Regions from separate parts of the Zea mays genome. Here all the other regions are linked to region 2. A link is a contact called in public Hi-C data. All regions are on one chromosome and are shown on one strand. Each heading gives the region's core, a stretch centred on a gene start, on an enhancer-like site or on the middle of the called end of the contact. The rest is flanking DNA. Distances are from core to core; before and after follow the strand shown. Region 1 holds the start of LOC103653200 (ubiquitin carboxyl-terminal hydrolase 1). Region 2 holds the start of LOC541667 (ribosomal protein L17). Region 3 holds the start of LOC100382753.

Region 1 (2,700 bases), core at 111-2,610, 410 kb after region 2:
CGAGTAGGTGACGGTCACGCAACTAGGTTCTGGGATGATAGATGGATTCTGGATAGACCGCTTAAGGTCATTTATCCAAACCTTTTTAATATCGTGCGGAAAAGAAAGGCTTTAGTCAAAGATGTTATGAATGGAAATTTACCCAACCTTTCTTTTCGCAGAGCTATTGTAGGGGTGAAGCGGGTCGAGTGGCATAATTTATCAACTTTACTCGCATCTATTCCTTTGGGTCATTCGAAGGACAAATTCTTATGAGGACCTCACCGAAATGGAGTTTTCTCAGTCCAGTCAATGTACCGCCTTCTAATGAATACTCCCACTTTAACCCATAATATGTTGCTTTGGAAACTAAAAATCCCCCTCAAAATTAAAATTTTCTTGTGGTACTTAGGGAGAGGAGTTATTCTCACTAAAGAAAATTTAGCTAAACGTGGGTGGACAGGAAGTATGAAATGCTGCTTTTGTAATCAGAATGAGACTATTCAACATATTTTTTTTGATTGTTACCTTATCAGGAACATTTGGAGAATTATTTACTTTGCTTTCAACATAGAGAGACCCATCAATATTAATCATATAATTGAGAATTGGGCTACTAACAAGGGAATAGCTCATCGGAAAAAACTTTTAATTGGAGTGGCAGCAATGTTTTGGTCTATTTGGTTGTGCCGTAATGATGCGGCCTTTAATTTTAAACCAATACCATCAATTTTGCAGGTTCTTTTCAGGGGATGTATTGGCTCAGACTCTGGAGATTATTGCAGAAACAAGAAGCTCACCAAGAGATTCTTGTGGTATGTCAAGCCTTAGAGATGGTGGCAATGGAGATCCTTGCAAAACATGGTTGGAGTTCTAATGCCAGATTAAAGGACGCTTGATTCGAGAACAAGTTCTTGTTAAGGATGTTATTTTTTTAATGATGCATGTTTTATTAATTTTCAATCTGTAATGTCGTATGTAGGAAACTACAAAAGGCTGGAACATACCACACTCAAGGTAAAGGACACAGCTAATCTAGTACAATGATGATGCCAAGCATGATGTATATACACTAGCACAGGCCTGCTATTTATATCTTTTTTGCAAGATCAACACCGACTTGAGGACCTCCATCCACTTCCTGCTCCCTCGAACATGGAGAATCTTCGTAAGTTTTATCCTTGATATAATCTTGAGGAAGAGATAGTTGAGGGATGTCCAAAGGTTGGCACTTGGGAGGTTCTCATCTCATTTGCACAGCAAAGCCATTTAGCCCATGAGTAGCCGATGGGCTACTGCACGTTCTAGTTTGACAAAATGGGCCCCAGTATCAGCCCAATCGCAAATCTCCACTCCGCGTTCGCCACGCGAAATCCCTCTCCAAAACCCTTCCGGTTCCGGGCGTCGCCGCGGTCCCTCAGTTCCGGCGCCATTTTCGCCGGCAGTTTGTTTTATTTCCCTTCTCCTGTTTCTTTTCTATTCTGTCGGAGTCGGACTTGTGTCCATCTTGCTTTTGCTTCTCCCTCCCCCATGATCCAATCCCTAACCCGCAGTCTACTTGATCGTGGCTAGAATGATCGCGATCGAGTTTCTTCGGAGCTTCTTCGGTGCCACTGCCACGGCCCCGATCCAATCCCTAACCCGCAGGCCCCGATCCAATCCCTAACCCGCAGCTGGCTATTTGCTTTTGCTTTCGTAGGGTTTGTTGTTTGCTTGGTGGTTTCGGGTCCAATAATTGGGATTCATCATTCATGCGACTCTCTTATTTCTTGTGATCCCTTGTTTCCTTCCAGGCGTACGTGATGGCTGACACGAGGGCGAGGCCGTGGGAGGCGGACGAGAGCTCGCGGTCGCGGGACTCCAAAGTTCCGCGGCTGGACTTGCTGGCCGCATCGGCGGCGGAGGAGGAGGAGAAAGTGAAGCATCTGCTAGGCCAGGAGGAATGTACCGAGATGACCGGCCACGATCCATGCTGCGATCACGTCCCCACGGACAGTTATCACAATGATATTCTGATCTCGTCGTTGCTATCCGACGACGCGGGGAATTGCCAGGACTGCCGGGGCCGGCGGCGCGAGGAGGCCGATGGGCCCGGCGGCCGGCCCATGTATCGCCGGATCATGGTGTGCCTGGAATGCGGCCGGCATTCCTGCGGGGATTCGACGAGCTATATCCCGTACGGACACGCTCAGGACCACGCCAACCAGGAAAAGCATTGGGTTGCCGCGATGTTCGACGATCCACAGGCTGGATTCTGCTTCAAGTGCGAACACGAAGTGCCTGTGTATCCAGAGCCAGACGAGATGGAGATGATAACGGGCGAGATTCAGGCCGGCGGCGGCGGCGGCGGCGGTGGTCATGCGTTTGGATTCGACATGTCCCGCGATCTCGCCACCGTGTTGCTCAATCTCGGGGACGCATGGTGTGCAGCCGCCGATCTCGGGTCCGTGAATGCGCAAGGCTATGCTATCAGAGGGATGCCAAACCGCGGGAACACATGCTACATGAACGCGATGGTGCAGTGCCTCCTCGCGCTCGACAAGCTGCGGGCAAGGATGCTAGGGCCGGATACTCCGCCGGGCCACCTTGGAATGGCACTGAAGGAGCTTTTCGTGGAGGCGAGCGCTGCTGGTTCTGCGGGAGGCATGCTGAACCCAGATAAACTCTTGAGAAGTGTACGATTACATGCTGGCAAGTACGAACCTTACACGATGCACGACA
Region 2 (2,700 bases), core at 20-2,519:
ATTCTTGCGGGGTCTAAGTGACCTGTGAGATTAAGGAAGAAGCCTCACTCGGTCTAAGTGACCGTTTGAGAGAGGGAAAGGGTTGAAAGAGACCCGGTCTTTGTGACTACCTCAACGGGGACTAGGTTCATTGGAACCGAACCTCGGTAAAACAAATCACCGTGTCATCCACTTTATTTTCTTGGTTGATTTGTTTTCCCCTCTCTCCCGGACTCGGATTTTATTCTAACGCTAACCCCGGCTTGTAGTATGTTTAAAGTTGTAAATTTCAGTTTCCGCCTATCCACCCCCTCTAGGCGATTTTCAAGATGGAAATAAATCGTGATCGGTTTTGTTTAAGCGGTATGCTTAAGTGGTTCGCTCAAGAGGTTGAGCTTCATGTTGATGGTATTTGTTCAAATGGTTTAAGTGCATGCCGGTTATGAATTATGCTTAATTGGGTTTGGTATATACTTATACCTAGTAATCAGGTGTTGATAATAAAATGTTGACCAACTAAAATGCCAATCGCATTAAACTTTAGCCTTACCGTGTTACCTTGCATTTTCCCCTACTTGCTGAGCCCCGACCATAAGTGATCTCACCCTTGCTTAATTTTGATCATAAATTTGAAGATGAAGTTATGATACTGAACTCCATGGATGCTAGTCTAGTGATACCCCCGGTCATCTTCCTGTGGAAGGATGTCCATGTTTCGCTGTACTTTGATGAATAAAGGTTAAGACATTATGTCTGTTCGAAGTGTACTATGTTAATATAATCTTTATTTACGCTTTTATGCATTGTTCTTTTGATATATTACCCTTGTGATGTCGACATATGTGTGGAAATAGATCCTAACACACATATGTTATGCATGTGGTTTTGCCCCCTAAAACCTGATGTGATAGAATTTCATAGGTATTAATTTATTTTTCATAGAAAATATAGGAACAGGAAAAAATTAGGTTCCAGAGGAGGTATAAGATCCCTTTTGCAACATAGGAATTTTACAGAAACCATACATATTCCCCAGAAATTAAATCATTTAAAAAACAGGAAAAGTTGCTGCGTTGCAAAGAGCCCTGAGTTGTGGACACTGGGCAGGGTGTTTTGCGCCGGATCATACATGGCCTTCTGAGCCACAAGGGCCGTGCACACTTCAGCCCATTAGATCAGCAAGCCCATCCGGGCCCCTCTAGAGCGCATTAGCACTAGGGTTTCCCATCTCTTAAGGCTGCCACCGCCAGCGCCGCCCCCTCGGTGCATCCTCAGTGCGTACTGTCTGTGCGAAGGCGACCATTCCTTCTTCGCTCCTTCGCCGCCGCTATGGTCAGCCCACCCCCTCCGCCAACATGGCGCCATGCTTCGATGCGTTTTTCTAACTGACATCTCGTTGTTGCGTCGCAGGTTAAGTACTCGCAGGAGCCGGGCAACCCTACCAAATGTAAGATCTCGCCTATCTTTGTTCCTGTAGTGCGTTGGTCTTGCGTTTGAGGTCCTTCCATCTATCTGTAGTGCTTATTTTGGGTTGTTTGGCGTTGTCTGTGCAGCGGCCAAGGCCATGGGAAGGGACCTGAGGGTCCACTTCAAGGTGCGTTGCGTTTCTTCATGCTGATTTGATAGGTTCTTCAACATGCTGGTTTGAGGTGCAAAGTAGTGTGTCAACATAAGTGTGATGTCATGCATGGATGGATTAGATTGTCGAAACCTAAAGAGTAAAAGGTTCTGCTATGTTATTCATATGAGCAGTTCCCGCGTTACTTTAGTGACATAAACACATTGTTGATTATTACCTATGGACCATTGTGTTGTTTTCCATGACTAATGGTTTGTAGACAATGTGACATCTTTAGACATTTATTTTTTGTTTCTGGAGACGTGCCTGAATGATGCTGGTGTTTCATTAAACTTGTACATGCTATGCCTTCAAATACTTTTTGTGTGTGTGATGACTTCAAATACTGAGTTGACATGCTAGTTACACCTCAAACAAAATCGTTGATTCAAAGTGAAATTTTGATTCCAAATTAAGTTTCGGGGAACCCAGGATTACTGATTTTATTGTGAGCTATCTCATGAGACATAATAAGTCTCATGTCCATGGGGACTGATAAATTGACAGTTTTTTTTCTTGTTCTTTTAAAACATTGCCCTGAGTCTCTTTAAGTTGATTTTAAAGCATTGCTCTGTCAGTGTCCTCTACTTGATCTTGTAACTTTGTTAGTCACAAGTCGCACAGGTATACCATGCAGTGGTCATTAGAAAGTACAGAATATTCTAGGTGAATTCTCTCTAATTATAGTTAGAAGCTTTGGCACATAGGGCTTTCCTATGAACCTGCAACTGGGTTTTTGCGATCTGTATAAGCTTGAAATCCTTTTTGTGCTTTCCCACATTCAACTTAGGCATACTGTGATACTCAGTTCAGTGATTAGTTGATATCAGATTTCAGATGGCGACTCTGAGATTGATTATCTTTCTGTTATCTCTTATTAAACTCGTAAAATTACTGCAGAACACAAGGGAGACAGCTTTTGCGCTTCGCAAGCTGCCTTTGACCAAGGCTAAGCGATACCTTGAGGATGTTATTGCTCACAAGCAGGCAATTCCCTTCCGGAGATACTGTGGAGGTGTTGGTCGCACCGCACAAGCAAAGTCTCGCCACTCCAATGGGCAGGGTCGCTGGCCTGTTAAGTCAGCCAGGTTCATATTGGATTT
Region 3 (2,700 bases), core at 128-2,627, 380 kb before region 2:
GCGTATGCAGATGGGTACTATGCTCTGCAAGTCATATTTCGTTGCAGAAACATGTTGACCCAAATTGACTCTATAGTTCCGATAGTCTTGCCTTGGAGTCTCCAATGCCTTTCAGTCTGCATCGACAACAAGCATATAGTACTGGTTAGAGCTAAGTAGCAAAGTACTTGTACGTTGCTACGGTTTCCATTTATAATTATAGAGCATAAAACACAAAAAACAGCTGGTTAGGTGGGTGTGAATGTGGGTTTGGAGCTAACAACCATGTTTTGAATCTCCATCTGTGCACAATTTTAGCTTTTTTACCATTTAAATGTGGAGGAGCACGACGACGGTGGAAACCGTGGAAACCAGTGCTTTATATAGTATAGAAATTGCTTGTTTCATGCCTAAGATTCTAAGCAAACATTGGACTCCATCACTTATCAGTTATTACACCAAAATGATCAAAGCAGTGAATTTACCTGCGAAGGCGCTCAATCGATTCATTGTTACTCAGGTCACAGACGACGGAGTAGCTGTGAAAAGTATGACCCCATGTTATTTGTAGTCAACCAAGAATATTTTAAATATAACATATAAAAATATTTAAAATAGGATAAATGCAGCTTATCAATCTTTTGTTGCTGTATTTTTCCTAGGCTCAAATTTAGTGGAACCAATCTGCTTCAAAACAAAGCACATACTGCAGCATTTGCATTGTAAGTGGTTGTAACTTGTAAAAGCTCAAGGCTGAAATCGTTGTTTCATTATTACAGAACTTATGTGCTTGCAAGTTGCAACAATCGCATAGAAATTGGTAGTATATGCTCAAAAATTGCGATTGGGGTATGTGATTTTCGTACAGAACTTCCAAGTGAAGCATTGAGCAGCGTACACGGTGTCAGTAGGGATCACCCCGACGGCGCCGCGATTGATGAGGTCGATAATGGGGTCAAGCTTCCAGAAGTCCCCGCCGGAGGGCTCCACCTCCACCCGCAGCAACCCGGCATCCCCTCTCTTCGTTCGCGCAAAACCCAGCCACCAAAGAGACTGTTCTTAGCAGTCAGCGCCAGAAAGCCCGCGAAAGGCAAGTGTTGTTGCGGAGAGCCGGAGAGTTAAAAGAAGAAAGAAGAACGCGCTTGAGGCAGAAGGTACCGTGAACTGGCGCTCGGCGGCGTACTTGAGCCGCTTGGGGTTGCGCTTGTGGAGAGCAACGACGGTGGAGGAGACGCGGAGCCGCGCGGGCGGATGGGGCTGCGAAAAGCGGACGCGGAGCGGGGAGGGGCAGACGGCGCAGCGGAAGGAGAACCGCGAGAAGGAGGAGGCAACGGCGGCCATAAAAGGCGTTGCCGTCCGAACTCGGAGGAATGTGCCCGGAGGAAAACGAGTGATTCCTTTCTCGTCTCGGAAGGTGATCTCGTTCCACTACCTTCACGTAGACCTCACCAAGAAATTGGGCCGGCCCATGCACAACCCCGCCCTGCTCGGCCTTTTTCATTCCGGGGCGAGTCTGAGGTACGCCACCGTCCAGAATGGCTCACCTCACGACTCACGAGGCTCACACATTTCCCCGAAGCTAGTTTGACATGAGAGTATAAGACGCATATCTCTATTACTACTTAAGACTATAGTGTAGCCGTTTATGGTGCACGGTTTTGTCCCCTCTCCTCACATCCCCGACATCCTCCCCTCTGTTTCGCTCCCCATCGCGCCCTCCTCACCCTCCCAGTTGCCTCTGCTCCGCTCCCTATCGCGCCCTCCTCACCCTCCCAGATGCGATCCCCATCACCCGAAATCCCCGGAGGGGACGCGCCGGCGCTGGAGCTATCGAGGGCGGAGCTGGCGGCCATCTTTCAGGTGATGGCGGACCTCCTCGGTGACACGACGTGGCCGCAACTCCACCCGCGGCCCTACACCGACACGCCGTGGCCGAGCCTGCAGTGCGAGCTCGCGCCCGACGAAGCATGTGTTCTCCGCGCCACCCGCCTCCACCTGGGCCCCGACGTCACCACCCCGCCCTGCAGGCCCGGGGCCAGGCTCGACCCCGCCTCGCTGCGTGGCCTGCCGCACCTCCGGACGCTCTCCATCTTCGGCTGCTTCGGCGCCGCCCGCGCTGTTCACATCATCATCCTCGCTCGAGCAGATCGTGCTCAAGTCCAACCCTAACCTCACTGGCCCCATACTGGCGACGTTGGTTCTTATTTTGGTAAATATTGTGTTATGCACACCGATGGTTACCAATTCAGTGATAACTATTGTGTTATCTGAATAATTTGTAGAGAGGGGCTTGACTATGAGGTTAGGGAAGAATGACAGTACTACTATACTAGCAGTGCATGTTTTACTCTGCAGGTATCCAGAGTAGTGTTTGAATCAGCGCTGTCGGGGACCATAATTAGGGGTACCCTTAAGGCTCCTAATTCTCAGCTGGTAACCCCCATCAGCATAAAGCTGCAAAGGCCTGATGGGTGCGATTAAGTCAGTGATCAGTCCATTCGAGGGAATCGATCACGCCTCGCCCGAGCCTAGCCTCGGACAAGGGCAGCCGACCCCGGAGGATTTCCGTCTCGCCCGAGGCCCCCCTTCAGCGGCGAATATATTTCCGGCTCGCCCGAGGCCCTGTCTTCGCCAAGAAGCAACCCTGACCAAATCGCCGCACCGACCGACCAAATTGCAGGAGCATTTAATGCAAAGGTGGCCTGACACCTTTATCCTGAC

Evidence for each region. A called contact is a pair of places that touch in the nucleus more often than the background predicts.
Region 1: a contact with region 2 is called in a Hi-C map of ear, with 2.3 times the contacts expected there. The contact joins the promoter of LOC103653200 here to the promoter of LOC541667 in region 2. A contact is called at or near these places in 5 of 25 Hi-C or Micro-C datasets (ear, leaf and tassel).
Region 3: a contact with region 2 is called in a Hi-C map of tassel, with 5 times the contacts expected there. The contact joins the promoter of LOC100382753 here to the promoter of LOC541667 in region 2. A contact is called at or near these places in 2 of 25 Hi-C or Micro-C datasets (ear and tassel).

What each region holds. Positions count from the first base shown.
Region 1 is chr4:45,787,687-45,790,386 of Zm-B73-REFERENCE-NAM-5.0, reverse strand. It overlaps LOC103653200 (ubiquitin carboxyl-terminal hydrolase 1), which reads left to right and starts at 1,360. Exons shown (of 6, transcript XM_023302344.2): 1 at 1,360-1,679; 2 at 1,773-2,700. The coding sequence starts at 1,782.
Region 2 is chr4:46,200,040-46,202,739 of Zm-B73-REFERENCE-NAM-5.0, reverse strand. It overlaps LOC541667 (ribosomal protein L17), which reads left to right and starts at 1,269. Exons shown (of 7, transcript NM_001111420.1): 1 at 1,269-1,311; 2 at 1,390-1,426; 3 at 1,533-1,573; 4 at 2,498-2,700. The coding sequence starts at 1,309.
Region 3 is chr4:46,583,002-46,585,701 of Zm-B73-REFERENCE-NAM-5.0, reverse strand. It overlaps LOC100382753, which reads right to left and starts at 1,377. Exons shown (of 9, transcript NM_001175468.1): 1 at 1,138-1,377; 2 at 878-999; 3 at 465-518; 4 at 92-116. The coding sequence starts at 1,320. It also overlaps the pseudogene LOC109945713.